Linked DNA regions of Danio rerio: region 1 is linked to region 2. A link is a contact called in public HiCAR-type data. All regions are on one chromosome and are shown on one strand. The core of a region is the stretch at or near the end of the contact, and the rest is flanking DNA. Distances in the headings are between cores, read along the strand shown.

What was found. HiCAR-type assays count read pairs that join an accessible place to other places.
Region 1: a contact with region 2 is called in a HiCAR-type map of caudal fin, with 4 times the contacts expected there. The contact joins the promoter of crybg1b here to the enhancer-like site in region 2. A contact is called at or near these places in 6 of 18 Hi-C or Micro-C datasets (caudal fin, embryo, hematopoietic stem cells and 1 more) and 1 of 4 datasets of contacts at active chromatin or transcription factors (caudal fin).

The regions. Positions count from the first base shown.
Region 1 is chr4:1,156,927-1,160,339 of GRCz12tu, reverse strand. crybg1b (crystallin beta-gamma domain containing 1b) reads left to right here and starts at 1,844. Exons shown (of 24, transcript XM_073946800.1): 1 at 1,844-1,936; 2 at 2,023-2,064. The coding sequence starts at 2,062. It overlaps mrap2b (melanocortin 2 receptor accessory protein 2b), which reads left to right. Exons shown (of 5, transcript XM_073946806.1): 5 at 1-742.
Region 2 is chr4:1,123,668-1,126,954 of GRCz12tu, reverse strand. It overlaps crybg1b (crystallin beta-gamma domain containing 1b), which reads left to right. Exons shown (of 24, transcript XM_073946800.1): 18 at 30-142; 19 at 696-828; 20 at 937-1,076; 21 at 2,076-2,199. Among named protein-coding and RNA genes, the nearest start is that of si:ch211-152c2.3, 26 kb to the right of the region's middle. Within about 2 kb of position 1,589, at least 11 of the 62 cell types and tissues checked have an H3K27ac peak or open chromatin away from gene starts, as enhancers often do.

The DNA.
Region 1 (3,413 bases), core at 595-3,094, 33 kb before region 2:
CAGCCCTCTCTGGCATCTGGATTATATTTGAGTGTGTGGTTTCAGTGAGTCATGCGGAAACACTGCGCTTTCACCTCTCTCACACTCGCTGTATGAGACACCAACTCAACATCATCTCTACTGTTAGCTAGACGACACACAGCACAGTGACGTTACAGTGAATGTGAAGATGCTCCAGTTCCTGTCATTAGATGTGATCAGGTCTCATTACACCACTGGAGCATTGGAGATTCTGCTCAAATTACCTGTCAAGTCATAAGTTGTGAAAAATGGAAAATATATTTTGACAAACATTCTTCTTTCTTTCTTTCGTTCTGTTCTGTCTTTTATCTATCCATCCATCTGTCATTCTTTCTATCTCTATTCATCCATTTGTCCGTCCGTCCAACTATCATCCATCCATCCATCCATCCATCCATTGTTCTGTCTGTCTGTCTGTCTGTCTTTCTGTCTGTCTGTCTATCTGTCTGTCTGTCTATTTGTGTCGATCTATCCATATCACCGTCATTCTATCTATCCATCCATCTGTCATTCCATCCATCCATTCGTTGTTCTATCTGTTTGTTTGTCTGTCTGTCTGTCTATTAATCTTTATCTATCTGTGTGTCTGTTGATCCATCTGTCCATTCATCCATCTATACGTCCATCTGTCTGTCTTGTTTAAATATCTTTATTGGGAATATACATAACGTCAAGAAAGCAAACGTGCAATAAATATCAGAACATTCCTTTTTAGCAATTAGCAAGAAGCTATTTATTAATGTGTTCAGCTACAATAAAGAAATGCATTTCAGAAGAAAGAATATAAGAATAAGAAATAAATCTACCTTCCTGCATGGTTTTATATATATATATATATATATATATATATATATATATATATATATATATATATATATATATATATATATATATATATATTAAACCTTAACAGAGCCTGCAATATGCAAGACAAGACTAATATTATTATTATTAACAAAATTATAGAACAAAATGTATTATATTTAAACTTAAAACTGTTATGATACAATTCTTTTTTTATTATGTATAATATTTTACCACATATATAAGCTAATAATTCTAAAATAATTATAGATATATGATTAATCTTTATGAAAATTTTATTACAAATATTCCTAACTCCTGTATAGCACTTTTACAGCATGCTTTCTTATGTAGACTTAAGAAAAGGGTTCTGTTTGGAACCAAAACAAATGGATCTGCCGCTGTTACAAACTATAAAGACCTCTAATTTGGTGCTTTAGAAGTATTTTAGTGCATGCTGCTGATCAAAAAAACTAAGTCAAATAATATCCAGTACACACTCAAAAAATGATGTATGAAGCATTAAATGAAGCATTTAAAAAACTAATGCATAATGGGATTTACTACATTTTTTAAGATAAGTGGTGTGCAAACAATTTATAAAAGCTTAATTTAAACAAACAAATTAAGTTGAACATTGCTAAATTTAATTTGTTTAAGTTCAGCCCATATAAAAAATTTGCAACCACTTACCTTAAAAAATAAATAAATTAATAAATCCAATGAATAGTTTTGTTTCAGTGCGCTTTCTAATATTTTCCTCAAGATGATTCAGCAAACAGCCATGGGAGAGTGTGTGTATAGTGACCCACAAACCTACAGCTCCAGTGAACATTAACCTCTCTGTCTGCCTATAAAACCATCAAGCCCAAACACGCTCGCAGACGAGTTTGAACGGAAAGCCTGCAAGATATTTTATGCGAGAGTTTGTTGTTGAAGCTCCTAATTAAAACACTTAAACCGTGTGTTGACGCCAAAGTCTAACTGTGGGTGGAGAGCCCTAATGCATTAATAATTCAGTGTTGTCAGACCGCAGCGTTGCACAACAGCCGTCATACCTGTGCGTTCTCTCGATCCACCTGTTCAGCAGCACATATATGGACACCCACAGGTAAACCTCCCACATCTCATCAAGTTAATAATAATAGTGATGCATTTGCAAGTGTGTTTTCTCATTGTGTTTGTGACGCTCTTCAGGATCAGCTGATCTCGGAACAGCAGCGAGTGCAACTGATCATGGTAGGCAAACATTTTCCTACTGTTTGCACGCTTAACTGATCACAATTAGTTTTTTTTTTGGAGTGTGAATTCAGGTGAACAGGTCTGTGCTTGAGCTTTAAGGGGTGTGACGAGCATGTAAAGCAGGTAAATAATTAGTGCAGACGTTTGCGCTTTTATTTTCTCTTTCTTTGCGCGCGAACTGCAGCATCAGGGCCATCTGATAGCCTTCATCTCCTGCTCTGTGAGTCTGTGAGTCTTCGTGTTTTGCTCATTTGGGATTGTCTGCCACATATATTGTAAATACTGTATATAGTTGCTAAATTGTGTTTTTGAGCCATAATAGAGTGTTTTATACTGTATTTACTGTAACTCTTGTAGCATATACTGTAGTGTCCATATTAACCATAGCAAGCTGATGAACTGTAATAGTGTACTTTAGTTTTTACTATAGTAAACTGCATTGCATTGTAGTTTAATACCCTATAGTTGTTGAAAACTACAGTAGTAAGTCATTTGTTTATATTTCTCTAGTGAATCACCACAGCAGATTACTTTACTAGGGTTTAGAAGTACTGTAGTGTTTGGTGTAAGTTGCTATAGTAGTTTTTCATGTGAGAAAGGGGTTGGTGGAAGGATTTCAGTGATAATATAATGCAATACTAACTTTGTTAGTTTTATATCTGAAATTTTTCGTGCATAACATCGTGTTACAAAGAGGAGAGACATAATATACGCACATGAACAAAAATCATTTGACATCAGACCTTATTCAGCTCTAAGACAGAGTCTGAGTGATGTACAAGTGGATGATTTAATTTCACTTTGTTAAATCTTGGGACTTTAAATAGACACTTTGCTGGTAAATATATATATGATTTAACACATGGCTATGGTTTGAAATGATATTTCCAGCCTTGTGAGGTTCTTGTGATACGAAAGGTAAACTCATTTTCAAGAGGCTGTCCTACTATATTTTATAATATCCTAAAATATTGTTATTACTCTAAAAATGTGCTGTTTCAGCTCAAAACTGAGTAAAATATGAGTAAAACACTATTGTTAGTCATTTATTAGTTGCTAAATTGTGTTTTTGAGGCATATTAGAGTCTGTTACACCTTATTTATTGTTGTATTTACTGTAACTCTTATAGTATGACCATGTTAACTAGTAAACTGATGAACTGTAGTAAATACTTTAGTATACTTTAGTCTTTACTATAGTAAACTGCATTGTATTGTAGTATAACACCCTATAGTTGTTGAAAACTACAGTATTGAGTCATTTGTTTCCATTTGAGAATCACCACAACAGATTACTGTGGTTTAGAAGTACTGTAGTGTTTGATGTAAATTGCTATAGTTGTTTT
Region 2 (3,287 bases), core at 340-2,839:
GTGTGTGTGTGTGTGTGTGTGTGTAACAGATGGAGCTGTTCTCTGAGTGTGACTGCAGAGGAGCGTCTGTGCTGCTGCAGGACTCATTACCCATAATGCCCCAGGGCTTCAGCGCGCGCTCCTGCAGGGTCCTGTCTGGCAGGTCTGGTGTGGGGTTTACCTGTGTGTGGGTGTGTGTGTGTGTGTGGGTGTGTTTGCATGCTTATGTGTGTCTGTGTGTTCATATATATATATATATCTATATATATGTGTGTGTGTGTGTTTGTGTGTGTGTTTGTGTGTGCATGCGCATATGTATGTGTTTGTGTGTATACGCTTGTGTGTGTGTCTGCGTGTGTATTTGTGCATGAGTGTGTCTGTGTATGTTTGTATGCCTGCTTATGCACGTGTGTGTATTGGTGTGTGCATGCCTGTATTTGTGCGAGGTTTATATCTGTGTGTGTGTGTGTGTTTTTGTGCATGAGTGTGTCTGTGTTTTTCTGTGTGTGTTCGTGCAAATGTGTGTGTGAGTTTAGGAGTGTGTCTGTGAGTGTCTGTTTATATATATATGTGTGTGTGTGTGTGTGTGCGTGCACATTTGTATGTTTGTGTGCACGTGTATATATATATGTGTGTGTGTATGCATGTGTGTGTTTGTCAACTGGAAGGTGTCATATCCAGATGTTCTTATATGTGTGTGTGTGTGTGTGTCTCAGCTGGCAGGTGTTTGCTGCTCAGAGGTTCTCAGGTGTTCAGTGTGTTCTGGATGAAGGTGTGTATCCGGATCTGAGGACGATGGGCTTCATGCAGCTCCACACAGCAGTGCAGTCTGTCCAGCCAACCGGACACGTAAGAGACGTTCACACACACACACACACACACACCATCATGAGTACTTCAGCTGCAATCCTGAATAATCATCTTAATGTGTGTGCCTGTGTGTGTGTGTGTGTGCAGGAGTTTTCAGTGCCCTCAGTGGTTCTGTTCGAGCGCTGTGGACTCAGAGGCCGGCGGACGCTCCTGAAGTGCAGCTCCGTCAACCTGCAGCTCACCGACAGCTGCACCAGAGTCTGCTCTGTGCTGGTGGAGGGCGGCATGTGAGAAACACACACACAGAAACACAATTACACAGATACACACATATACTCCATCATGTGCATACAAATACAGGCACACACAGGCAAACAGGGCCAAAGCACGCTTGTCCCCCCTCCCCTTTCCCCTGACGGCCCGCACTCACAAGGCATCTGAGCCGGAGCACGCTTACATTGATGATGCGCTGTTCAGATTACCAGAAGAGAAGTGCTCTCGCTCAGCACAGTGGACATTGCTTTAGTAAGATCATTTTAGGGGTTTGGGATGCAGTGACACGCAGTCAAATATTTGCCGAACAGGCTTCAATTCCTCAGTTATTTACTGCTGTAAGTCCTGCTGATAATCTTTATTTATCATTTAAATAGTGTGAGATCATTTATTCATCATTTATACAGACTGAGAGTTCAGCTTCTGCATGTGTGTGTGTGTGTGTGTGTGTGTGTTTCTGTCCTCTTCCTCTGCGATTCTGCACTCATGATCTGTGTTTGCTGGTCTCCATGAGCACAGAGACTCCAGTGTTTATGTGCAGTCTGCAGGAAATGTGTCACACACACACACACACACACACACACAAACACACACACTTAAACAGGCAGAAAAAGCGACTCAGAGTGGAAAGACTTCACCACTGTGGTAAATTCAGCACAGTCGTGTCAAATCTGCTCCCTTTCTCTCCAGACCTGCAGAAATGACAGCGTAAAGAGTGTGTGTTCGTGTGTTAGACTACTGTACACTTCACAAACATGCCTAACTCTGGAAACACTTTCAGATCGCTCACTTTTGAGGTTTTCTTGGCCCTAAAATACAAACTGTTCCCTAAAATGGCCAGCTTTTTCCATGGAGGATCATGAGTGTGTATATTTAGCCTGAACTGACCGCAGGCTCCAGACAGACGTGCGTTAGAGAGAGAACAGGGTGGAGATCTGTCAGCAAATGTGCTTGTTTGAGCGTGTGTTTACCTGTGTGTGTGTGTGTGTGTGTGTGTGTGTGTTGATGGACAGGTGGGTTCTGTATGAGGCCAACAACTTCAGAGGGTCCCAGATTCTGCTGAAGCCAGGGGCCATTCCTGATTGGCATAAATTCTCCTCCTGGCAGCGAATTGGATCACTCCGACCACTTATACAGGTGAGAGGCTCCGCCCACTGCATATCCTGCAGTGAAACTCAAGTGTGTTAGGGCGTGGCTATGTAAGAGGCCAAACTCAGTTCCTGGAGGGCCACAGCTCTGCACAGTTTAGCTCCAACCTTAATTAAACACACCTGATCAAACTAATTGAGTCTTTCAGGCTTGTTTGAAGCCTACAGGTGTTGAAGCAGGGTTGGAAGTGTGTAGGGGTGTGTAGGCTATCAAAATGCCAGAATAAGAGGCTCCACCCACTCCAGATCCTGTAGTAAATGTTAAGTTTATAGGGACGGAGCCATCAAAATGCCTAAATACTGAGAGGCTCCACCCACTGGAGATCTTCTAGTGAATGTAAAGTGTGTAGGGGCGGGGCTATCGAAATGCCTACATACCAAGAGGTTCCACCCACTGCAGATCCTACAGCAAAGACAAGTGTGTAGGGGTGGGGCTTTCAAAATGCCCACTTACTTAGAGGCTCCACCCACTGCAAAATCTGTTGTGAAAGACAAGTGCCTTGGGGGTCGGGCTATCAAAATGCCCACTTACTAAGAGGCTCCACCCACTGCAGGATCTGTAGTCAAAGTCAAGCACCTAGGGGGCGGGGTAATCAAACTGCACATTTACTAAGAGGCTCCACCCACTGCAGATTCTGTAGTGAAAGTTAAGCGCCTAGGGGGCGGGGCTTTCAAAACGCACATTTACTAAGAAGCAATGTACACTGCAGAACCTGTAGTAAAATTTAAGTCCAAAGGGGGCGAAGCTATCAAAATGCCAGAAAGAGGCTCCACCCACTGCAGATTCTGTAGTGAAAGTCAATTGCCTAGGCGGCGGGGCTATAAAAATGCCTACATACTAAGAGGCTCCACTCACTGAAGATCCTGTAGTGAATATCAAGTAGGCAGGGGGCGGGCTATCAAAATGCACCCTTGCTAAGAGGCTCCACCCTCTGCAGATTCTGTGGTGAAAGACAAGTGCCTAGGGGGCAGGGCTTTAAAATAGGCCACTTACTAAGAGGCTCCACCCACTACAGACTCTGTAGTAAAAGTTAAATCTATAGGGGGCAGGACTATCAAAATGCCAGAATAAGAGGC